6 separate regions of the Mus musculus genome follow, and all the other regions are linked to region 1. Evidence: chromatin contacts called from public Hi-C, HiCAR-type, HiChIP or PLAC-seq, capture Hi-C and promoter capture Hi-C data. All regions are on one chromosome and are shown on one strand. The core of a region is the stretch at or near the end of the contact, and the rest is flanking DNA. Distances in the headings are between cores, read along the strand shown. Region 1 holds the start of Zfp866 (zinc finger protein 866). Region 2 holds the start of D130040H23Rik (RIKEN cDNA D130040H23 gene). Region 3 holds the start of Armc6 (armadillo repeat containing 6). Region 4 has its middle 58 kb from the start of D130040H23Rik. Region 5 holds the start of Mef2b (myocyte enhancer factor 2B). Region 6 holds the start of Tm6sf2 (transmembrane 6 superfamily member 2).

The links. Promoter capture Hi-C pulls out the DNA fragments that hold promoters and counts their contacts. A called contact is a pair of places that touch in the nucleus more often than the background predicts. HiCAR-type assays count read pairs that join an accessible place to other places. HiChIP or PLAC-seq counts read pairs in DNA pulled down with a chosen protein or histone mark. Capture Hi-C pulls out chosen DNA fragments and counts their contacts.
Region 2: a contact with region 1 is called in a HiCAR-type map of astrocytes, with 2.5 times the contacts expected there. The contact joins the promoter of D130040H23Rik here to the promoter of Zfp866 in region 1. A contact is called at or near these places in 2 of 484 Hi-C or Micro-C datasets (B cells and embryonic stem cells) and 1 of 115 datasets of contacts at active chromatin or transcription factors (astrocytes).
Region 3: a contact with region 1 is called in an H3K27ac HiChIP or PLAC-seq map of extraembryonic endoderm stem cells, with 2.2 times the contacts expected there. The contact joins the promoter of Armc6 here to the promoter of Zfp866 in region 1. A contact is called at or near these places in 1 of 39 promoter capture datasets (pre-B cells), 1 of 484 Hi-C or Micro-C datasets (B cells) and 2 of 115 datasets of contacts at active chromatin or transcription factors (embryonic stem cells and extraembryonic endoderm stem cells).
Region 4: a Hi-C map of cerebral cortex shows a contact between it and region 1, with 2.7 times the contacts expected there. The contact joins the enhancer-like site here to the promoter of Zfp866 in region 1. A contact is called at or near these places in 1 of 484 Hi-C or Micro-C datasets (cerebral cortex), 7 of 115 datasets of contacts at active chromatin or transcription factors (astrocytes, cardiomyocytes, embryonic hindbrain and 3 more) and 1 of 9 other capture datasets (embryonic stem cells).
Region 5: a capture Hi-C map of macrophages shows a contact between it and region 1, with 2.3 times the contacts expected there. The contact joins the promoter of Mef2b here to the promoter of Zfp866 in region 1. A contact is called at or near these places in 2 of 115 datasets of contacts at active chromatin or transcription factors (bone marrow-derived macrophages and pro-B cells) and 1 of 9 other capture datasets (macrophages).
Region 6: a promoter capture Hi-C map of hematopoietic stem and progenitor cells shows a contact between it and region 1. The contact joins the promoter of Tm6sf2 here to the promoter of Zfp866 in region 1. A contact is called at or near these places in 4 of 39 promoter capture datasets (the HPC-7 cell line, hematopoietic stem and progenitor cells, liver and 1 more), 2 of 115 datasets of contacts at active chromatin or transcription factors (extraembryonic endoderm stem cells and pancreatic cancer cells) and 1 of 9 other capture datasets (liver).

What each region holds. Positions count from the first base shown.
Region 1 is chr8:69,773,133-69,777,064 of GRCm38.p6, reverse strand. Zfp866 (zinc finger protein 866) reads left to right here and starts at 2,154. Exons shown (of 4, transcript NM_177899.3): 1 at 2,154-2,275. The coding sequence starts at 2,273.
Region 2 is chr8:69,269,412-69,273,343 of GRCm38.p6, reverse strand. D130040H23Rik (RIKEN cDNA D130040H23 gene) reads right to left here and starts at 2,240. Exons shown (of 5, transcript NM_001384124.1): 1 at 2,153-2,240.
Region 3 is chr8:70,232,710-70,236,641 of GRCm38.p6, reverse strand. Armc6 (armadillo repeat containing 6) reads left to right here and starts at 2,220. Exons shown (of 8, transcript NM_133972.2): 1 at 2,220-2,532. It overlaps Sugp2 (SURP and G patch domain containing 2), which reads right to left and starts at 2,437. Exons shown (of 11, transcript NM_172755.4): 1 at 1,990-2,437.
Region 4 is chr8:69,327,025-69,330,956 of GRCm38.p6, reverse strand. It overlaps the pseudogene Gm7688. Among named protein-coding and RNA genes, the nearest start is that of D130040H23Rik, 58 kb to the right of the region's middle. Within about 2 kb of position 1,841, at least 30 of the 459 cell types and tissues checked have an H3K27ac peak or open chromatin away from gene starts, as enhancers often do. A contact at or near this core is called in cerebral cortex, where this site is marked.
Region 5 is chr8:70,151,027-70,154,958 of GRCm38.p6, reverse strand. Mef2b (myocyte enhancer factor 2B) reads right to left here and starts at 2,198. Exons shown (of 9, transcript NM_001045484.2): 1 at 2,115-2,198. All of the region lies in intron 1 of Gm45929 (predicted gene, 45929), which reads right to left.
Region 6 is chr8:70,070,962-70,074,893 of GRCm38.p6, reverse strand. It overlaps Tm6sf2 (transmembrane 6 superfamily member 2), which reads right to left and starts at 1,970. Exons shown (of 10, transcript NM_001293795.1): 1 at 1,805-1,970; 2 at 513-616. The coding sequence starts at 1,899. Sugp1 (SURP and G patch domain containing 1) reads right to left here. Exons shown (of 14, transcript NM_027481.3): 12 at 3,635-3,780; 13 at 3,243-3,372; 14 at 2,547-3,088. The coding sequence ends at 3,062.

The DNA.
Region 1 (3,932 bases), core at 905-3,404:
CCATTGCTCCCCACGGCAGATCCTGATGAAAAGAGGCAGTCCATGGTTTTAGGGCATTTATTGTCATAGCACAAAGTGGATGAGTAAAACCATACCCCACTTCTCAGGGCAGGCCTGGGGTTAAATACCTTTTGCAGGAGGGGTGTCTGGGAAGGGGAGTATCTGAAGACAGCAACAATGTACTCATATAAACATTAAAAAAAAAAAAAAGACAACAAGCATGGATTCACTTTTGTCAGCCAAACATAATTCAAAAGTTCCCAGACTAACTAAAGCCAAGAGGTTATAGAGACACGAGAGGCAGAGACCAGTGGTTTCCTGTGAGTTGGAGGCCAGCCTTGGGTACAGAGTGAGATCCTCTCTAAAAAATATGAAGAGGTTATAGAGAGCTGGTTCTCATGGATGGTTAGCTGGCGCTAACACGGAGTTTTAACTTTGGCTCCTAGGTATATTCTCTTTATTATATCTTGTCTTAGGAATAGTTATAATTCAGAGATATTTGAGATCTTAAACAGGGAGAATCGGAACCTTCATAGGAGGAGAAAAGATATTCTATAATGATAATTTAAAAACATTTTTTTTATTTACATGTATGGGTAATTCAGTATGCATGAGCCATGAAGGCGCTCAGAAGAAGGAATTTCATCCCCTGGAGCTGGATTTACAGGAAGTTAAGAGCCAACGGGTGTGTGTGTGTGTGTGTGTGTGTGTGTGTGTGTGTGTGTGTGTGTAAACCAAACAAGTTCTCTACAAGAGCAGAAGGTACAGAGAGTGCTCCCATCCCCTCACCTCCTTCCCTCTTTTCAGTCGGTCCTTGATTGTGGTCTAGGTAATGATACTGCCCACTTTTAGGAAGAGCCTTCCTATCTCAACTACCCTATTTAGAAACACCCTTACATACATGCTGGAGGGTTGCTCCTATCACTTTGACAATCAAGACTAATCATTACACGACTGAACACCACTCACTGATCTGTTCATTGACTCCATTAGCTTTGCTGGGTTTTTCCTTCTTATTGTTTCTACTGCCAGTACTCCCCCACTTCTTCTTTAGTAAAAATGGGTGAACGCCTTTTTCCCAGCACCCGTGAAGCATAGGCAGGTAGACCTCTGTGTTTGAGATTAGCCTGGTCTACAGAGTGAGTTCTAGGATAGCCAGGGCTATACAGAGAAACCCTGTCTTGGAAAAAAACAAAAAAACAAAAAACAAAAACAAAAACACCAGGATAGCTAGGGCTACACAGAGAAACTCTAACTCAAAAAACCAAAAATTAAATAATAAAATGTTCTGATGATTTAGTGGCTATGTACGTGTGTGTGTGTCTGTGTATATTTATGTGTGTGTGAAGAACACACTTGTGGAGGCCAGAGGACAACTTTCCTGAGTTGGTCTTCTTCTACTATGTTCATGCTTAACCTACTAAGTCATTTCCTTGACCCACGTCTTCAATTTTCTTTTTCTTTTTCTTTTTGCTTTTGTTTAAATTAGAATGTCTGTAGAGGCCTGGAGAGGAGAAACGGGGGTGAGATGGAAGGATAGAGAGGTTTTTGGTTTTTGTTTGTTTGTTTGTTTTGGTTTTTTCAAGACAGGGTTTCTGGTGTAGCCTTGGCTGTCCTCACTCTGTAGACCACTCTGGCCTCGAACTCAGGAATCTGCCTGCCTCTGCCTCCCAAGTGCTGGAATTAAAGGTGTGTGCCACCACTGCCTGCACTGCCCGGCTGGATAGAGATCTTAACTGGAAGAACACACATGCTATGAAAATAGAGGAAATGAATACTTGTGTTAATGTGCAACCTGGGACAGATGTATAAACCATAGATGTTCCTTACTCAAATTCCTGATGCCTGGAGAACATCATGTCCAGTTATAATTTGACCTTCTAATTAAAACTGACCTGAGCACCTTTCTAATTGTGAGGCAGCAGGATTGCTGCAATGAGCACTCGGTGTGCACAGTGACGACTTGGTGATGGAGTACTGCTTTACCAGGGAGAAGCTAGTTCTGCTTAGAAGCAAGGAGGGCGGGGCTATGGCTGTCATTTGAATCCCACACTTCGGCTTTGGAAGCTAGTGTCACTCAGGCTTTGGTAGCCAATCAGGTTCTAGAACCGTGCCGTCTAATCAGGACTACTGGAGAGCGGCAAGAGGCGGGTTCTTCACGGCCGCCATATTGTGGCTCGGCTCTGCGGCACAGGGAGGTGCGGTGTGTTGTGCTGTGAGCGCTGCTGCCGGGACCAGTGAGGAGAGCGCGGGCGAGTTCGGAAGCCGCGCCATGGTGAGCAAGGGCCGCTGTCCCTGCCCGCTGTGGTGGATCCTCCCCGAGGCTGGGGCGGGGCGGCAGCGGCATTCAGTGCTGTGTGGCGCTGGGCCCTGTGTCCTCTTCGCCGTGGTCCGCGCCTGCGCAGAGCGCGGAGCCTCCCTGCGGAGGCTCCGCCTCGCGCAGGAAAGAGTCGGTGCTCTGTCTGGGGCAGGCGTTTTATACAGTCCTGCTTTGGGTATCTCATCAGAAGGTTGTAAAACAATAGGTCATCTAGTTTCTGCTACTTTCTAGAAGTTCTGAATTTTCATGTAACATTTAGGTCAAAGCAATCAACTTGAGTTAATACTGTGAATTTTAAACTTTAAAAAAATTATTATTTTTTGTGCATTGGTATTTTGCCAAAATGTATGTATGTCTTTGTGAGGATGTCAGATCCTCTGGAACTGTTGTTGAGCTGCCATGTTGGTACTAGGAATTGAACTCAGGTCCTCTGGAAGAGCAGCCGGTTTTCCCAACCATTAAACCATCTCTCCAGCCCCAACATTGTGAAACTCTATTTAATTTCTTGTCTATAGACATCGGTTCTGCTAATAACCTTTTGCTATTCTGCCCTTTGTTGAGTTTCCTTTGCTACTTTGTCAAAAAAAGGTACACACACACACACACCCCATATATATATGTGTGTGTATATAACATGTGTATATATAATATCTATAACTATATATATACACTTTAAGTCTGTGTGCTGTTTCTTTGGAATTGTGTGGACCATTTTCGTTTTTTTCCACTCTCCACATAAACTTGAGAATCAGTTTCTTAATTTTTCATAAGTTGTTAGGATTTATATTGTGATTATTTAAATCTTAGTGCAGATTGAGGAAACATGACGTTCAGTTCTGAAGCTTCCTATCGCCATATTTATGGGGTATCACTATTTTGTGTTTGCTTTTTGTTTGGTTGGGGTTTTGTTGTTGTCTTTTTTGCTTATTTTGTTTTTTGTTAGGTCTGCTTTGGCCTAAAACTCACTCTGTAGAGGCTGGCCTTGAAATCATAGCCATACACCTGCTTCTCTCTGCCTTCCATGTGCCAAGATTCAAGGCATTGTCTCCCACTGCCCTGCATGGTTTTGTTTTGTTTTGTTTTTTGTTGTTAAAAATTATAGTTCTTGCTGGGTTGGTTGGTCAGTCTACTTTTAACCCAGCACTTGGGAGGAAGAGGTTGGCAGATTGAGGCTAGCCTGGTTTACATAGCTGCAGAGTTCCAGGTTAGCCAGGGTTACATCATGAGACCCTGTCAAAAAGATGAGGTGGATGGTCTGTAATGATGGTTCAGTGCTTAAGAGGGTATTGCTCTTGTAAAGACTCCAGTTTGATTTCCAGCATCCACCTCTGTGACTCACAACTGCCTATAACTCCAGTACCAGAGCATCCCATCTCCACTTCTGGCCTCTGAGGGCACCTCCTTCAAATGCACGAACCCCTACACACACACACACTCTTAAAACTTTAAAAGTGGCTTAGCAGTGAAAAGCCCTGGTTGTTTTTTGCAGAGGATGCTGCCTGATTCAGTTCCCAGTGCTCAGGTGGCCATTTACAACCTCCTGTAACTAGTCTCCAGGCCTCCTCTGATCTCCACAGGCACCGCATATGTGCTGGCAAAACACTGATCTTCA
Region 2 (3,932 bases), core at 991-3,490, 500 kb after region 1:
CCTGACCCTGCCTTTCTGTGCTGTGACTACAGCAGTTTCAAAGTTGGTCAGTGAACTCGGTTCTAACACAAGTTCCTCTTCATTTGTAATTTCCTAATAGAAGCCAAGGAGGGCAGAGGACAATCATTCATTGGTCTCTTTTCCCTTTTCCTGGAAGGAGTTGCAGGACTGCCTTTCAAGCACTAGGCAGCAGAGGCAGGATTAGGTGTGGAAAGCAATGATAAATTGCAAGCCTGGGCTATGGGAGACATTGCTGTAAACAGAAATCAATACATAAATAGCATTTGAGAAAAACAGAATAAAATTCCTAACGAGAAGGAAACACTGGAGAACAGAAAGAAATAGAGATTGGAGCAGTGACACATTTAAAGAAAATTACATTTAAAAAGTGATACCAATAACTGACTTTTTTAAAAGGTAAAAATGATGTATAATTTTGTACTTAACTGATGCTTTAGCTACACTGGGTACACAGTACACCGTGTAGCATAGGACCACCACTTAGTTGGAGAATGCTATGACAAATGTGGTCAGCATTGCTGGTGCTCTGTCTGTATTACTCTACTGAGCACATCAGTACATCCCGCCTACCTGCTAACTCTAAGCCCTCTGGTATATTTGTCTCTTGCTATTTTAGTTTTGCCTGTCACCCTAAGTCATTGCAGCAGGCTCAGCGTGCCGAAATGTACGTGTATCATCTCCCTTGACGGACAACTTTTAACAAATTGCTGACTGGAGGTGATGTGTAAAAGCATGATCCCAGCCAGCTGCTTCTCCTGGTGGGGAAACTCCCCGTGTGCTTTACATTGCTTTGGAGTTTCCCTGTGGGGATTCACCTTCAGTTGTTCTCTCTGCTTTTCTCACTTTTCTGCTCCATTACCTCTTCTATGTGTACAACCAAAACACTTTTTTTATTTGAATTACTGTCTCAGTTTCCCACATATAACCTAAATTAAGAAAATAAAAAGTGTACATGTTATTAAGTTAAAAAATTTTTAAAAGGTAAAAATAATTGAAAAAAAAATCTTAGCACTATTGACCTGGAAAAAGAGTAGATCCTTCCTTAGTAGAGGGAATGCCATTAATAAGATATCGATTGACCTTGCCTCTGGGCACAGTGTTAGCTGTTGAGATGTATAACCCATGACACACAGCTACAGCCAGTGAGTGGCCTGTGTCTCAAACCTCTGAGCTGACTTAACTGTGTCAATCCAGGTTTCTACTGGATCTACCAGGTTTGTTCCTCAGTTTGAGAAGGGGCAGTGCTCCTTTTCCACACAGGAAAGCCTCAGGGAAAACCTTGCTAGATCAGGCCAGCCCTCAACACAACAGTGCCCTTCCTTTTCAAAGAGCTGTGTCTTACCCATCGGGCAAAACTATGCTTTTTTAGTGGGAAAAACTAGACCTGTATAGCACACCAGACCTTGATGTTAGTTGTGACCGTGCACTACTTCTTTGAATAGCTTTTAGACAACTAACTGCCTTTTAATATGCGGATTGCGTTAGTGGCTGGTTGTAAATCTTTTGTTAGAGTTTGGGGCCAAATGTCGAGACAATTCTGGTGAGTGAACATGTGTTTCTGATCACCTCATGTCTAAGAAGCCTGGTTAGCATACTACTTATCATCATCTTTAGGATGCTTTAGAGGCAGCCCACCCTTAGCTAAACTCTACTTTGCGTGACTTATTATCTCCTAAGCATTGGTAAATCCTTTCCATCATCAACTCTACCCTTCTCCATCACAGATTATTAGCGGAGTGCTAACGAACACATGAAACGCCATTTACTACCTCCCCAAAACTAACTCCAAATGGATCGTACTCCTAAATATTAAATATGAAGCACAGAAATTCTAGAGATGCTAGAGAAACTGGGACTCTCTGAGTTTGGCAAACTGCCATCTTCAGATGCAACAAAAGCCTGGTGAAACTGACTACAAGGATACTTCTACACACTACCCCTGTTCCCAAGGCTCTGCGCAGATGCAGCTCCCAGACCACCACTGGGGTCTAGGGAGATGCAAATACCACAAAGAATCTCACAGCAGGCTGCATCTAACCACTGCTTCCCATCCGACCCCAGGGAGGGCCAACCACACGGGCTCCCGAGGTTCACAAGCCCACTGCTCACCAGGCAACCGCCCCTCGCTCACCATATCTTCTCTCCCAGGCTCGCGCTTAAGCCGCAGGTAGTGGCAAAGAACCACTAGCACTAAGGAAGCTTCAGATTCCAGCCTGCAGAAAGTCCCCCGGAAGAGCCCGCCTCCCCTTCTGACTGGAGGTCCGCCTCAAGGGTCTGATTGGCTAATGAGACTTGAGTGACAAGAACCTCCCCCTTATGCTTAGAGGATGCAGAAGGGACACAGCACAGTGTTTGCTAGAGCTGATATCAACCCCAAGGCCAGACCTTTCCCGGATATGCACATATTTGCATTTCAGTCGCATTTGCCCCTGCCTCCAACCATTCACCCTTCCGCCTTTCTGCACTCAGCAACATTTCCTTCTTCCTCCTGGACACTGGGTGGCTGGCTTGTGCATCTCATTTCACAATGTGGAGTGGAGTGATTTTTGTGTCCCACAAGTAGAAGGGAGCCACAATATTAACAATTAAGGAGAGATTTTAGGAATCAAAACGTTTGTTCTTTTGCTTGACACTGAGGCTAGGTGAAGTTCAACTGCATGTAACCTGGGAGGCAAGGGTACGTCAGAATATCCTGAGAGAAAAGCTGGAACCAGATCAGAAACACAATGATAGGTATACCTCCCACCAGAAGGCTGAATGGTACTCCACTCCTATAGGAGTTTTCCTCATGAAATGCAGGCCTGTCTCCTGACAAATTAGTAATAATGAAAAGTATAGTCTCCATGGTAACTTGAATACTTAGAATGAATTGGTTCATAGAAACATGCCTTTTATGAACACTATTCTTAGCCAGCATGTTCCTGAGTTAAGGTGAAAAGAACATAGCTGTGTATTAGTGAAGGTTCTCTAGATGAACAGAAGGGATAAAACAGATCTCTATGTAGGTAGAAAGGGAATCTATTAGAATGGCTCACAGGCTGTGGTCCAGCAAGTCCAAGAAGGGCTGTCTACCAACTAAAAGTTGAAGAATTCACTAGTTCAGTCCATTAGGCTGGTTGTCTCAGCCGGTCTTCAGTATAACCCACGATTTTAAAGATAGGGGCTCTAATGCCAGTAAAGAAATGAACTTACAAAAGTAGGCTGTTACCAGAAGGTGTGGCCCAGATTAAAGGTGAATATTGTCACCTCAAAAGATCCTGAAATGTCTTTCCACTTTAAAAGCTTTAATTAAAATCCCTCGCATGTTTTCAGCCCATTGGGTTTTAGTTAATTCCAGATGTATTCAGTCTGACTATCAAAAATTGCTATCACAGCAGACAAAACAGAAATGCTGAGCCAAAGTTCTTACCTGTATGGGCATGGGAGTCATTTCCAAAGCAATGCTGTTTCTCAAAAAAGGAAGCATGGGGATTTTTCTTAGGAAGCCTGGACACATTCACGTGGAGTTCTGCTTATTCCTCAACATGCTCATTTAACAAATACACTTTTGAACATGGTCGCAATCTAAAAGCAGAGACGTTTATGTGCCTTCTAACTCAAAGTCAAGCAGGAACATAAAAAAATTATCTTAAAAGATGGAAGGAAATGTCTCCGGCATGTTCATCTTGTACCACAAGATCATAAATGAAAATCATGTGTTAATCTAGCCAGGAGAGAATAAGGCCACTACCACAATTTTGAGCCAAATTTGAACCAAGCTTGATTTTATTGGGATGCACCCAAGAGCTAGCCAGCAACTGCCCCCTAAGTCAGGTTAAAGAGAGAAACCCTTCATTTTTGACCCACTTTAAGGAGTAAAATCATAAGATTTGCCAAGCCAGTTTACAGAAGGGAGACATGGAGGCAGTAAA
Region 3 (3,932 bases), core at 971-3,470, 460 kb before region 1:
AAGACAGCTTGCCTCAGGTCAAAAATCACCACCCAAAACAGGGTAACAGAACTGGAAGAATGACCCTAGAAAAAAAGTATTTAGGAAAGGTGTGGCCACTCAGACTCACAGTTTAGAGAAGGGTTTCCCAGAGCTCTTCACCTCTGAGAATTCTCTGGAAGAGCGAGTGACACTCTCACAAGAGGATAATAAGCTAGCAACTGTATACTCTGAGTTAGTCTCAGTACAAGATCTCTTTTGCTTCTTTCAGCAACACACCCAGGAGCTGAGTCCCTATAGCACAGAAAGAGCTGGGTGTGGTACTGCAGGCAGAGATTCCAACTGAGGCAATGGGATTTCCTGTTCCAGGGCAACCAAGACAATACAATGAGAACCTATATAAAGGGCTGAGGGACAGGAGAGGTGGCTCAGTGTTTAAAGAGTGTTTGCTGCTCTCGCAGAGAGCCTCAGTTCAGAACCCAGCATCCACACTGAGCAACCAACAAGTAAAATCTTAAAAGGGGAATAGAGGCTGAGCTGGTTTCAGTAAGGGGCCTAACAAGATGGCCTGAGTTCAAAACTGGCCAAGTTCTGACTTCCACCCATGTGCTGTGGCAAACATGTGCCCAAAAGTACCCAAAACTAAGCAGGAAAAAAAGCTGGGCATGAGGACATATGTGCCTGTAATCTCTGATGAAGACAAGGAAGAAAGATCACTGGAGCTTGGTGATCAGCCAGACTAGCCAATCAGTAACCAGACATCAATTTCTGGCCTACACACACACACACACACACACACACACACACACACTCACTCTTTCTCCTCCCTCTCTCACAAACACACACATACACACACAGAGGTATCTGGTGGTACAAGCATGTAATCTCAGCTATTTAAGAGGCTGAGCAACAGGTTTGCAGGTTTAAAACCTGTGTGAGCTACCTAGTTTATTCCAGACCAGCCTAGGCTACATAGCAAGACCCAGTTTTGTGTGTGCATGAGGGTTTTGTTTTGTTGTTGTTTGGATTTTTTGCAACTACAACAGAGTAGCCCACTTTGGCATGAGCACTAAACCTCTGATCCTCCTGCTTTTGCCTTCCAAGAACTAGGATTGCCAGTGTGCACTGCCAGGTTCTGCAGACCCAATCTTTTTAGTTTTATTTACTTTTTTTTTTTTTTTTTTTTTGGTAGCATGGTTGAGTAGGAGAGATTCCAAATGATCTCCTTACACACCTCTGGTTGGCCTCAAACTTTGTGTGTGCACACACACACATACATACACACTAAGGTTGGCATTGAAAGGAAAATCCACCCTGTCTCTGCCTCCTGGGAACTGGGATTATAGGGGTGAGCCATCATAATCAGTTTGAGACCCTGCCTTAAAAAAAAAAAAAAAAAAAAAGAAAAAGAAAAAGAAAGAAAGAAAAAAGGAATGAAAGAAAAAAATGTTCACACACGGGAGAAAAGCAGACTTGAAGAAGTGAACCACTAGGTCAGGCATCCTAATGTTGAGCCTGACCAACAGGGCATTCATTGTGAGGGCACTTTCTGAATGTTAAAAAAAAATAAGGCAGCATACATATCAGTGACAGCCTTCCTTATGACACTTCCAACTTCAAGAGGTAAACCTCCCTTCTGGTCATTTCTATAACCATCACCCCGTTTCCCCACACCCTGGGAAAGCGATAGGACGCCCCTTGTTCTCTGTCATTTAAGAGCAGGGACTCCTCCGGGTCAGCTGATCCTGAAATTTAATCAAGGTACCTAATCTGTCTGCACCTCCGTTTCCCCGTCTATGGTACTGGCAGACTCGGAGGCTGCAGTGGTTCCCGGCAGCTGGAGGCCCGAAGCCCGCTCGCCGTTACGCCCAACTCGCCCGGCCGACTGAGGGCTCAAGCGTAATGAATGGACCCGCCAGACAGGCTGGAGGAGCGCGCTCGCCCTAGAGACACCCAGAGTCCTTCCCACCCCGGGCCAGCCCTCCCAGGTCTCCAGGGCCCGGGCCTCACCCGGAGCCTGCCGCGTGCGGTGCCGCCCCCGCCGCTGCCGCCGCCGCCTCGGGCCCCTTATCCACCGCCTGGCGAGGCGGGGAGATGCAAATGAGCCAACGGTTTCCGCAGCGCCGCGTCGCGCAGGCGCAAGCCTCTGCCTTGCCTTGGTGCGCAGGCGCTGGCTGCCACCGCCTAGGTCCTCATGCGCAAGCGTCGAGGGCAGCCATCTTCGCTCTTTCGCGCAGGCGCGCTGCTCACTTCTCAGGGCCGAGTCTACCTAGGTGAAAACTATCTCTTTTGAGGGGAAGCGACACCTAGGAGTAGCATTGAGAGTACTGCAAGAGTCTCAGGCCCACGCGTATTCTGTGGCTCCCTTCGCTTTACCTGTGCTCGCGGTCGCCCTCGTTGCCCCGGAAAGGAGCCTCTCGGCTGAAGGAGGGACGCCGAGGCGAGGCGGCGCCTCTGCGCTTGCGCTTATATGGTGGCTCGAAGGAGCCAAAGGCAAAGTCTCGGGTGACAGCTGCGAGCCCCACCCTTTCCCCACGTGGCTGCGTAGACCCGGTGAGGAGCACCGGCCGCCTGTGCTTGTGGCTGGCGCAGTGGGGAGTGGGCGCCGCGGGGTCGGGGTGGTGGTGTTTGCACGACTCTCGCGGACTTGGTTTGGGGGAAGGAGAGAATCGTCCCAGAGATACTTGGGAAGCAAATGCTTCGCCTTTCTTGTGCAGGTTCTTTCATTCATTTTATTCATTCGCGCTGCGCCTGTGTGCACCTGAGCACCTGCTACAGGGTCGGCCGCATTCTAGGCAGTGGAGCCAGGAGTACAAGAGGTTCAAGACAGTGTGACTCTGGTTCAGGGGACGCTGGTGTTGCTGTTCATGTAGTAGTGATGGAGCGGGCGTGGTTGCTGCACCTGTCATGACTGCTTTAGGGAGACAGAAGGATTGATGAGTTCTAGACCGGCTTTGGCTATGTAGCCAGCCCATATTTCAGAATAAAAACAGCCAAAAGAAAGAACAGGCGTTGTGGTGCACTCAAGAAGCAGAGGCAGAAGGATTGCTGCGAGTTTGATACCAGTCTGGGCTACAAGACCAGACACTGCCTCAAAAACAACTGATGAGCCAGGGGGTTGTTTGGAGACTGGAAATCAGGAGTTCAAGGTCAGTCAGGTCTACATGAATCCCTAACATAAAAAACAAAAACGGGATTATTTCATGTGACAGTAAGGCTGCTTGACCTAGACAGGTTTTGTTTACTTGAGGGGCAAGACGGGGGAGGGGGTCAGGAGGGTCTCACTGTGTAGATCAGGCTGGCCAGAAACTCACAGAGGTCTACCATTTCTGCCTCCGTTGTTCTGGTATCAGTGTTTCTTGTTTTGTTGTTGTTTTTCAAGCCAGGATTTCTCCGTGTCGTCCTGGCTGTCCAGGAACTTGCACTGTAGACTGTGCTGGCCTCCAGTTCAGAGGTTAGCCTGCCTCTGCTTCATTTGTGCTTTAATAACTATTATTATTAATAAATTATTTGTTATCAATATTATTTAACATCATCATGACTATTGTGTGTTTACATGTATGCACAAGTTGTGAACTACCAGATGTGAGTGCTGAAACTGAACTCAAGTTGTGATGATGGAGCGGCACACCTTCACCTGCTGACTGAACACTTTTTTCCCAGCACCTCAGCTTTTACACTCGTTCCTTCCACACAGGGTCTCACTCTGTAGCCTAGGCTGGCTTGGGGCTGGAGATCACAGGCTTGTACCATAAAGCCCTAACCAGAGTGTGGCTTTTACAAATTTGATCTTTATACATTGATGTGTCATTTATACTGTGTCCTTCATGTAAGATCAGAGGACTTGTGGGAGTCAATTTTCTCCTATGGCTTTGTGAGCTTCAGGGTTGGAATTTTTGTTTTTGTTGTCTGGACAATCTCTTGTACCCTTGAATTCCCCATCCTTCTGCCCC
Region 4 (3,932 bases), core at 592-3,091, 450 kb after region 1:
GAGTCAATATTATTTTACATTATATATTATGTAGTCTATGTATTATATATTATACATAATGAATCAAAATCAGATGAGGGTCTTTGTGAGATATTGTCTCAACCAAAAAATAAAATAAAATAAAAATTATAATCACTGTTTAAAAATGTGGTAGTCTTCTTGAGATTAGTATTATCATGAAATTGATTAAGTAGATTAAAATAACCTTGAACTCTTGGATATCAGATTGTCTTAGCCTCCTAAATGCTGGGATTAACAGCATGTGCTACCATGCTTGGCAATAGTCATTACTGAAAATGATTTTATGGGCACAAGTGACAGACAACTGAAATGACTGAAGAGGTTTTACACTCTCCCCATTCTCCTATGCTTCTTTTTATCTATTATTCAGTTTTGTTCTTCTTTCCCTTTCTGTGTGTGTGTGTGTGTGTGTGTGTGTGTGTGTGTGTTGGCTACTCACAGGCTTTCTTCAAAAACCACAGTGATCTTCCTGCCTCTGTGTCCTAAGTGCTGGGATCAAAAGAATGTAAAACCACACTCACCGTGAAAAATAATTTTTATGGTACAAGGTCCTCCTCCTCCCCCTCCCCTTTCCTGTACCTCTCTCCTTTCCCCCCTTCCCTCTTTTCTTCTTCCTACTCCTCCTCTTGTCCTCTTCCTCCTCTTCTTCCTCTGCCTCCACTTCCTCCTCCTTCTTCAGAAATAGAATTTCACTTGTATTTCATGTATATGGGAGTTTTGCCTGTTTATGTGACTTTGCCTCATTCCTGCTTGGTGAATTTATGGCTGCCTAGGAGGTGAACAGATTTTTTCAGATTCCCTGAAGCTGGAGTTAGGGATAGATGTGAGCTGCTGAGTGTGCTGGGAAGGAAACCTGGGTGCCCTCAGAAAATCGGCAGTGTTCTCAACTGCTCGTGTATTTTCCATCCCTAGGTTTCTAATCTTTATAATATTTGCTGTCCAAGACAGCCTAGGTCATTAGAGGGGTTAGACGCCCACTGTTCATTAACAGTTCAATTCATCTGCAAGTCAGAGAATCTGCCTGAGGCAGGAATGCGCTCCCTAGTTGGCCACTTAATGCAATGTAATCACTCCTGAAACCATATACACACAATAAACAACAAACAAACAAACAAATGAACACAACAACAACAACAGACTCAGCAGGTTGTATGTGTGTGTGTGTGTGTGTGTGTGTGTGTGTGTGTGTGTGTGTGTGTGTGTGTGTGTGTTGTATTGTGGCTCTTTTCAGTTAATTGCATGAAGGAATTACACTAGTCCAAGTTAAAAGCGGACCCCAAATGATTACATTATACAAGCTGTGAGGTTTTTAAACTTGTGACAAGGGACAGAAGGGAAATTCTACTCATTGCAAGGAAATCCTCACTTAAGCCACGAGCACTTAAAACCCATGACCCTTCAGTTGATCTTCCTCAGCCAGTCCAATCTCTATCAGGAGCTGGCATATGCTCTTGCGCTGGTCACCCTGTGGCTGAATTACTTCTCCATTTTCTTCTGGATGCTCAATTACAGTACCATTGCAAGCAAATTTCTTCTTAAACGCCTTCACTAGTTTCTTTTTATCGTACTCATCAGTGATCAGTTGTAAGGGTCTTCCTGTCGTTTCTCTTTTGAATTCTTATATGGATATAATCCTCAGAGCCAGCAGGAAGCAGGTCATCACCCTTACTTGCATCAGCAAAGGGGTCGAAAGAGTGGAGGTTCTGGATAGCGGACATACGAAAAGATTCCTTTTCCTCGGCGGAAATGGCCTGCGGAAGGCGGCTGCGGGAGAAGGCGGGCGTGGGGGACGTAGCTTCGGGAAGCAAGAGGGCTCGAGGGGGAGGCAGCTGAGTCCTCCGGCGGCGGCTCAGTGACTGGGGCCGGTTGTAGTCATATATTAAGAGCTTACTTACTCATGCATGACAAGGAAGAATTTGGGAAGGGAAGGAGGGAGGACAAGGAAGGGTGTATGAGATGCAATATATTTCAATGAACAAGTACAAAAGTAAACTTTAAATTAAAAGAAGAGGGGCTGGAGAGTTGGCTCAGCAGATAAGAGCACTGAGTGCTGTCCAGAGGACCCAGGTTCCATTTCCTTAACCCAGGTAGCTAACAATGTGCTGTGACTCCAATGGTTGGTATCTTCCGCCCTCTTCTGGGTGCTGTCGGTACTGCGTACAGACACAACTAGGCAGATATCCATATAACCATAAAAATGAAGGATAGAACAAGAAGTGTATACTTGGGATTAAACTTGGATCCTCTAGAAGAGCAGCCACCTCTCTAAACTGTTGAGCCATCTCTCCGGTGCCTTGACGTGCTATTTCAATGCTGCTGATACCAATTAACATCTAAAATCTCTTACCATTCATTTACGAAGAAAAATACTCAACACACTGTTTGGTGTTGTCACAGTCCTGAGACAGACAGCCTCCAGGCTTAGTCAAAATGAACTCTTTCTGGTCCTGCACGGAGGCATCCATGACCTTCCTCTGAGCCAACCTGCCCAGAAGGAAAAGCAACCTTGTTCTGAGTATAAAATAGCTCAGTATAGCTGTTCATCTAAGTACAACATCTACTGTGCTAATAGGTGACTTACCCTTGATGTTTGCTCTATATATGTGGTATCTCTTGTTTGTATGTGTGGGGATTGTCACATTGATATATCTATCTTTTTGTTTGCAGTGTCACTGATGAGAAATTTGTCTGACTCCATTTTGAAGGTAGGGGCCATTATGCTGTATTATGAAAAATTAAGTTGATATTTACTATAAGAGCTGATTTGCTGTGTTTAAGCCTTTGTCCTAGAGCCTGTCTTGCCCCGACCCATGAACTTTACATATTTTGGAGAACACCCTGACTATATCTGACCCTATATAACTGCATATTGGCCACATGATGTTATTTTGTTGTTGTTGCTGTTTTTGTTTGTTTTGTTGGGATGTTGTTGTTGTTGTTTTATATTTCCTTTTTCTCTCATTGTCTATTTTCTGTAAACCTGCTTGGGAAATACTTGTGATTTTACTCTTAAAATGGGGCACTAAAAGTGGATTCAGGGTTGATCTCTTTAACTAGAATTAGGAGGCAGGCCGGGCGTGGTGGCGCACGCCTTTAATCCCAGCACTCGGGAGGCAGAGGCAGGTGGATTTCTGAGTTTGAGGCCAGCCTGGTCTACAGAGTGAGCTCCAGGACAGTCAGGGCTATACAGAGAAACCCTGTCTCGAAAAAAACAAAAAACAAACAAACAAACAAACAAACAAAAAAGAATTAGGAGGCAGTTGCTGGCTAGCTCTTGGATACAAAAATCACCATTGCTTCCAGCAGTCCAAAAGTTGCTGTAGTGGTCTTACTTTCCTCCGGATTGATTAACATTTGAGTTTCAGTTAAGATCTTGAGGTACAAAATGAACATGCCAGAGACATTTTCTTCTGTCTTTTAAAATAAATTATGTATATTTCTGCACAATTTTGAGCTAAAAACGACACCAAATCACCAAATGTTTGGCTTTTACATTGTGATCATGTTCTAAAGTAGAATTTCTTTAAATGAACATAGTTAGGAATAGGCAGAACTCTACATGAATGTGTCCAGACTCCCTAAAGAAAATCCCTATGCTTCTTGGTTTTGTTTTGTTTTGTTTTGTTTTGTAAGAAAAATGACTGCCATGCTGCTGGTAAAAATTATCTTTAGCTCTTCTGTCTTGCCTGTTGTTATGGCTATTCTTGGTAGTCAAACTGACTGCAACTGGAGTTAACTGAGAGTTAACTCCAAAGAGTTGCATATGCCTTTGAGAGATTTTTTTTTTCTTAAACGTTTTGAAGTGGTAAGACCCTTCTGGGTCTTTTGAGGTGATAAGATCCACCTTTAATCTAGGCCACACCTTCTGGTTGCAGCCAACATGAAGAGAGGACACTGAAGAAAGAAGCTCT
Region 5 (3,932 bases), core at 949-3,448, 380 kb before region 1:
ATCATGACCAAGAAGCAAGTTGTGGCGCAAAGGGTTTATTTAGCTTACACTTCCAAATTGCTGTTCATCATGGTACTGGCATCTCCAAAACGCTGCAACTAGGCTTCACCAATAACCTCTCATAGGCTCTCTTCATGGTGTGAAGCCTCAACTCCATTGCATGACCCCTTCAGTCCTGGGCCATTAATTGAAACTGAAGCTGCACCTCCACCAATGGCTTTCCATGGCCTCTCACAGTGCCGAGCCTCAGCTGCTCTTCATGACCCCTTCATGCCTTCAAAACCAGTACCACCTGGGTGACTCTTACATATTACCAAGTCCTGCTGCAGCATGAGGTACAACCTTGGCTATCTCCGAAACACAGCCTCAAAAAATACTTCCCACAAGATTTTACCTCAATGATGCTGGTCTCTTCTTAATTACTGCTAATTTCTTAGCTCCAGCTAACCAGCATCAATAATCCCAGTAATGCAAAGGTTTTGCTTTAGTAGTTCTGGTATCTTGTTAATCACAGCTGATTCTTCAGCCCCAGCTAACCAGAACCACAGAATCTTCACAATCAAATCAGCAATGGCTCTGATAAGAGTCTTTAATCATCCCTCTGAAATTTCACAAGCCAGGCCTCCATCTTCTGCACTGTTCTCAACATTATCTTCCAAGTTCCTACAGAACATCCCACAGAGCTCTTAACATCCCAATGGGTCTTCTAGCCCAAAGTTCCAAAGTCCTTCCACAGTCCTCCCCAAAACATGGTCAGGTTGTCACAGGAATACCCCACTTCTGGTACCAATTTGTCTTTGTCAGGGTTTCTATTCCTGCACAAACATCATGACCAAGAAGCAAGTTGGGGAGGAAAGAGTTTATTCATCTTACACTTCCAAATTGCTGTTCATCACCAAAGCAGGTCAGGATACAGGAGCTGATGCAGAGGCTATGGAGGGATGTTTTTTACTGGCTTACTTCCCCTGACTTGCTCAGCTTGCTTTCGTATAGAACCCAAGACTATCAGCCAGGGATGGCACCATCCACAATGAATCCTCTCCCCTTGATCACTAATTGAGAAAATGCCCCACAGTTGGATCTCATGGAGACACTTCCCCAACTGAAGCTCCTTTCTCTGTGATAGCTCCAGTCTGTGTCAAGTTGACACACAAAACCAGCCAGTATCCAGATATAGTGCCATCACAATCAACCATCACCAAAACTTCAAATACAGCCTCAAGTAGGAACACACCTGTGATCCGACATTTTGGAAACGGAGGCAGGAGGACTGATGAAAGTTCAAGGCTATTTTGGACTACACACAAAGACCCTGTCTCAACCTCTCAACCCCCCTCTACCTAAAACAAAGAAAACCACAAACACAGCCACCCACGGGTACACATCTGTGATCTTGGCACTTGGGAGACCAAAGATCCACTACCATGAGTTCTAGCTTAGCCTGAGCTACAGAGCTCCTCCCAACCCCAAGGTCTCATGATACAGCCTCACTTAGGGCTCACTATGTAGAACAGGTTAGCCTGAAAAGATCTGCCTGACTGGGATTAAAGGCATGAAGCACCAGGTATGGCTACATAGACTTCTAGGCCAACCTGGACTGTAGAGTGAAACCCTCTCTAAAATTGCCAACTGAAACTTCCAACAGTGGAGTGTGGTCACACCCTTGAGATCCTGGACCTTGGAAGGCTGAGAGTGGAGAGCTGCTTTGAGTTTGAACTACGAATGCCGGAACTACATAGTGAATTTTGGACTAACCTAGACTACAGAGCAAGACCTGTCTTAAACCCCCTCTTCTCAAGAGAAAGAAGAAACCTCCAACAATTTAATGGTCACATGCTTGTGATCTCAGCACTCAGGAGTCTGAGGCAGGAGAACTGCTGTGAGTTTGAGGCTAGATGAGCTACATAGTAACTTCCAGACTAGGCTAGTTGAAACCCTACTCAGCAAACACTCCTGAAAGCAAGGCCCCCTAACCCAAAGACAGCGCGCGCATACACACGCATACACACACACACACACACACACACACACACACACACACACACACACACACACACACACACACACACACTCACGGCTCTCTGCATCCCACCCGCCCCGAGACCCGCGCACACCTCAGGAGTCCCGGGAGTCTGGTCCCTGCTGGCCACACCTGCTGCGCACTGTGAGGGTCCAGGCGCCTATGCTTCTGCTGCACTGAGCATAGCTCTGGCCCAGTGGCAGATGCCTTCCCGCGCAGCCCCGCCCTCAAGAGCTGATTGGGTGGAAGTAGGTTATTTGCATAGGGGCGGATACTTGGCTGTGTTCTGGCTCCTAGACGTTTCAAACTAGGTCCGTCCGAGAGAAGATGCTAGGATCCAAAGAGAAGCCTGACTGAGAAGTGCACGCCAAGGAGGCTAAGGCAGGAGTACTGCAGCTAGTTGCAGGCCAGCATGGGATACAGAGCGAGACCCTATCAAAACCAAAACAAAACAGAACAACCAGAGCATAGTGGCATACAACTTTAATCCCAGCCCTTGGAGAAGTACAGGCTGGTGATTGTTGAGGCTAGCCTGGTCTACAGAGCAAGTTCCAGGACAGCCAGGGCCACACTGAGAAACTGTGTCTGGAAACAAACAAAAAACAAACAAACAAACAAACAAACCAAAACCATCACTACCACCACCAACAACAAAAAAAAAAAAAAAAGGAAAGAGAAAGAAAAAAGAGAAAAAGAAAACAGGGTCGTGGAGCCAGACAAAAAAAAGGAAAGAGAAAGAAAAAAGAGAAAAAGAAAACAGGGTCGTGGAGCCAGACGAAATGGTTCAGTGGGTAAAGGGGTTTCCTGCTAAGCATGGTAACAGGAGTTCTATCTCCGGTATGAAAACGTGGAGTGAGAGAACCCACACCAGTAAGTTGTCCTCTGTCCTCCTGCTATGGCACAGACGACGCCTCCCCCCCACAATCATATACAAATATATATTATCTTAAAAATTAAAAAACACTGGGCAAGGCTGTACAAACAGCTAGGCTCCTCCTTAAGGAGTCAGGGCTCCTGGACCTCACTGTGATGACCCTGACCTTACCTTGGACTGGCTAGTCAGGACCATACACCTTAATAGGAGTGAAGTACAGTTAGCAGCTGGTTTGGTGACACAGCCTGTCCTCCCAGTTGCTCCAGTCGGCTGGAGTGTGCTAAGTTTCTGGCCAGTATGAGGTACACAGAGCTCAAGTGCATCCTGGGTAATTTTGAGACTACTGTCTCTAGATAAGAAATAAGTTGGGCCTGGTGGCTGAGTCTGTAATCCCAGGTACTCAGGAGGCTGAGACAATCACATGAAGATGCTAAGTCTAACTAAGGCCAGCCTGGGCAACATAGTAAAACCCTGGCTCAAAATAAATATAAAAACAGACAAACAATAGCCAGGCGCGGTGGCGCACGTCTTTAATCCCAGCACTCCGGAGGCAGAGGCAGGCAGATTTCTGAGTTCGAGGCCAGCCTGGTCTACAGAGTTCCAGGACAGCCAGGGCTATACAGAGAAACGCTGTCTCGAAAAACAAAACAAAACAAAACAAGAGACCCTGTCCAATAAGGAAATAAAGGATTCTTTAGAATTCTGATCCTGCTGGCAAATGGGACCAAGCCAGTGCCACGCTGGACCACTCCTGAATAATTAGAGCCATTATATGGGGGGGGGGGTCACCAGTACGGACTTACCAGCTGTGCCTTTGCCAGTGTCCTCATATACCTTCCAGTACCATGCCCCTGTCCCATGCCCCTGTCTCAGCTCGCCTCTGGCTTTGCAGAGGGAAAGTCACTGTGGGGCCTTCTAGGACTCCCATCCACCCTCGGCCTGGAGGCCCAGCATCATTCTGCACAGATGATGGGCCAGAGGAAGACCCAAGTGGGGAGCACTTGAGGTAAGCCTCAGAGAGAAAAGAATGTCAGGGTC
Region 6 (3,932 bases), core at 721-3,220, 300 kb before region 1:
GAAAGAAAGAAAGAAAGAAAGAAAGAAAGAAAGAAAGGAAGGAAGGAAGGAAGGAAGGAAGGAAGGAAGGAAGGAAGGAAGGAAGGAAGGAAGGAAGGAAGGAAGAAAGAGAAAAAGAAACATCAGGTCTAAGGAAAGGTGACCAGGCCACACATAATAGCATCCATTCTACATTCTATATATGTGATGAAGGAAGTCCCAAGTCTGGAGCTGGACAAAGTGCCATTGTCATTCCAGCATTCAGAACTCAGATAGAGGCAGGAAGATTAGGAGTTAGGGTCAGCTCAGGCTACATGAGTCCTGGGAAGGGCATAGGGGAGAAAGACATAATTACTTCTCTCTGGAGTTCCACCTCTGAAAGACACCCTTTGAGGTTCTCCAGTCTAATGGTATTCCAGGCCCTCCGAGTTCCACAGTTAATGGGAACCACTCAAAGACTAACAGAGGTCCTTGGGTTGGTCTTTAGCCTTTGCCCAGAGAACCCTGCTCCTCAGCACCTCCCAATGACTCACCAGCATAGAGAGGGTCGTAGGTGATCTCCCCATGAGATAGGCTATAGACTGCCAGGAAGAGCAGACCCAGTATCAGAGCACTCGTCAGCACCACAAACAGGGGCCTGGGGGAAAATCGAGTGCTTGGGTGAGACCTCCTGGAGGAATTATTCAGAAAGTGTCAGCAAAGGAGAATGAGACCTGACTTCTCCATCAGTGGTTTCTTGGTTAGGTTTTCTACTTGGCAAACTCCTACTCATACTTCAAGGCTTATCCATATTGCTCCCACTGGAAGCCCTCTCTGATTTCCCTATCTCTGTGTTTCATCATTAGCTAATACTCATTCCTTTGGATTTGCCAGGTCACTCATTGAGCCTCACCCTTCATGTGGTTGGACTCTGATGGGAGGGAATCTAGTATTTTCTTGAGGCTCCCAGTTTCTCTCAACTAAAGTCCAAATGTCTCCAACTGCACTTCCCTATTCTTGCTCAGTTACACCGAAGTTATACAGTCTGATAAGACAGTTCAGCTAGCTGCATAGATAACACAAGCCAGGTCTCTGGGCTTCCCTTAACACAGCTGGACAAACAAACCAAAACCCAGAGAGGGGAATCCACCTGTCTGGTGCCACACAGCCAGTTTTTGTTCAATTCTCCTAAACTACCCAGGCCCACATTTCATAAACTCCATCCTGGTTTTACTTAACCAAAATGCCAACACTAATCTTGACACTGCACAGAACTTGTGATCCTCACCCATGACGATAGTGAAACCCAGATAGATAAAGAGACCTGGGCTCCCAAAGGGCACTTGGCTCACTCAGACTCTCAGGAGACAGGTACCAGGGAGTCAGACCTATGGCTAAGGCCCTCTCTATCCCACTGTTTGAGTTAACTGAGCTTTGGAGTGAGGGGATTGCTGGACCTCCGGGGTCTATCTGAAGATAGAAGTCAGGGACAGGGTGCTCATTGCTTGTAGGGGGAGTTAACTCTAGGCCTGAGACAGAGACGATGGTACAGGGCATGCGTACCAGGGAAGTTGGGTGAGTTGGGCTTTATCTAGGAAAATACTTTGACCCTGGGTGACTTTGGAACTGGCACAGCATACATCCCTGGAATACTCGTAAATGCCACAACCCACTATGGCTCCACATCACCTTTCCCCAGAAACTTACAACTTCATCTTCCTGACAGCGCGGCTGGAGAGGGATTTCTGCTTGCAATGGCGTTCCCCCGGCCCAGCTCCCATCCTATGGGATTTTGCTACCCCTCATCCTCCCTCCAGCCCCATGGTCCTCATGGACGAAAACGCACTGTGAGAACGCCGAAACTTGATTGAGTAGGTAGGACACTGGCAGGGCGCAGAATGACATTGCCACAGTCCTGCCGGCTAGGGGCGGGATGTCCATGGCAGCGGCACCCCGACCCCGGCGAGGCCTCCAGGACGCTTGGCTCCGTGACCGCAGCGCGTCAGAGCTCTGAGTTGCCAGGAACCTGCCTGCCCCCCCCCCCCCCCCCGCGCGCAAAGGTCGCCCCGCGCAGGAGCTGGTCACCACCCTTTCCTGTGTTGAGGTTCTTGGCCAGTATGCGGAGGGGGTGGGTGGGGAGTGCCGCCCTACTATCAGGAGACTCCGCCCATAAGCTCCCTTTCTCAGTCCTTTTATCCATTGCACAGCGTCCTTTCCCAGTTTTCAGCCGTCCCACATCTGCAGCCATGCCCCCTTACCTCTACCCAGCTTATAACTCCGCCCCCATACCCTAGTCACCTGTGGGGCTGAACTGTAGAGACTTCCCTTTACCGAGTCCACAATAGTCCCTTACCTAAGACCCATTCACCTCTCCTAGCCCTACTCACAGGCATTAGCTCAAGAGTGCAGCCACGCTCTACATGGCCCCGCCCCCAGGCCCTACACTCACAACTTGTACACACTGCAGTCCAGCCCCTGGCCACACTCCCACTACTCAGCTCTGCCAACTCTAGGACCTTTTGTGTCATGCCCAACCAGATCTTGGGAGAGGGAAACATTGGGGAGATGGAAGACCAGAGGAGCAAGACTGGAGTACTCAGATTTATCATTCTTATTCTCTTGAGGACTTTGACTAGCTGGAGAGGTCTGGGGAGGATCCAGGGCAGCACAAATGGGATGAAGCTGCAAAGATTGACCATCACGGGCTCCAGCTGGGCTCTTGCAGCTATGCAGTGAGCAATACATGAGACAGCCCAGGCCTCTGCCTCTAGACAGGCCCTACCCATACTCCAGCTGTGCCCAGTCCACACCAGCCCATGCACATATCATGAAGTGTTTGGAAGCCTCTTTTTCCTCTGCCTGGGGTAAAGTCTGAATCAACTGGCTGGTCTCCAGTTACTGTGAACTCAATGAGCCTCAGTGGGACTGGAGGAGGGACAAAAGAGGTTTCTGGCAACAGCAGGAACTGGAATGCTGGACAGGTGAGCATTGGGACTTTAATACACAGCACAACACTTGTGACCACAGGATAGAGATGGATGCCAGAACATTTCATAGTCCAAGGATGGCCGATCTGAATGTAGACTTTGTGTTTCCAGAATATTCAGTAGTAGGGCCGTCTGGGGTTGTTCTGTGGAAGCCCAAAAAGATCAAAGGAGTGTTAGTGGAAAACTATAGGTCCTCCCTCCACAACGTTGCAGGCAGCAGAGCTGACATCCTGTGAGGGCTACAGCAGGGGTTTTGTCATCTCTCTCAAACTAACAGGCAGTCAGGGAGGCACGCACCAGCGGGTTGGGCCGGAATCGGTAGGCCAGCATCATCCTCTTGCGGAAGGCCTCGTACTCATCATCCTCCTTGGAGAGTTCAGCTGGCCGGTCGATGCCAAAGCCAGCTCCATCTATTGTGGTGGCACCCCTGTGGAAGGAAAACCAGCAGTCATGAGTAGGAACCAGGATGAGACAGACAGGAAGGGCTTCTGGGGTACTGGGGTGGGGACTGGTGGCAGGGTTGGCAGGTCCTAGATTCACTCAGACATGGGGTCAGAGGCCAGCTTCACGGTCAAGCAGTGTGGGTAGCAAGGCTTTACATACTAGTTAAACCAGAACTAGTTGTCACTAGCTGGAACCTTAGGACTTGTCCATCTGTGTGCTCCCGCAAGCCCTGTGGCAGCACTCACTTGTTCACTGGGTTCTTGATGCCCTGGCCCTCAGTGCCCAGCCCCTCGCCCTCTTTCCAGCCCATCTTCATGAGCATCTGGTAGCCAATGTTTTCCACCGTCAGCTTAAACTCCTTATATTCTGAGTAGTCTGGCTCTCTGCCCTCCTGCAACAGAAGAGAGGAGAAAGTTGCCAGCCATGGGGACTATAGCTGTCCCTAGGTCCCAGTTCTGGCTCCAATGCCTGCCCAACTTGATCTTAGTTAGCCTCATGCCAGACTGGTTCCACCCATGTGCCCCAGCCATCAGTGGTTGACTC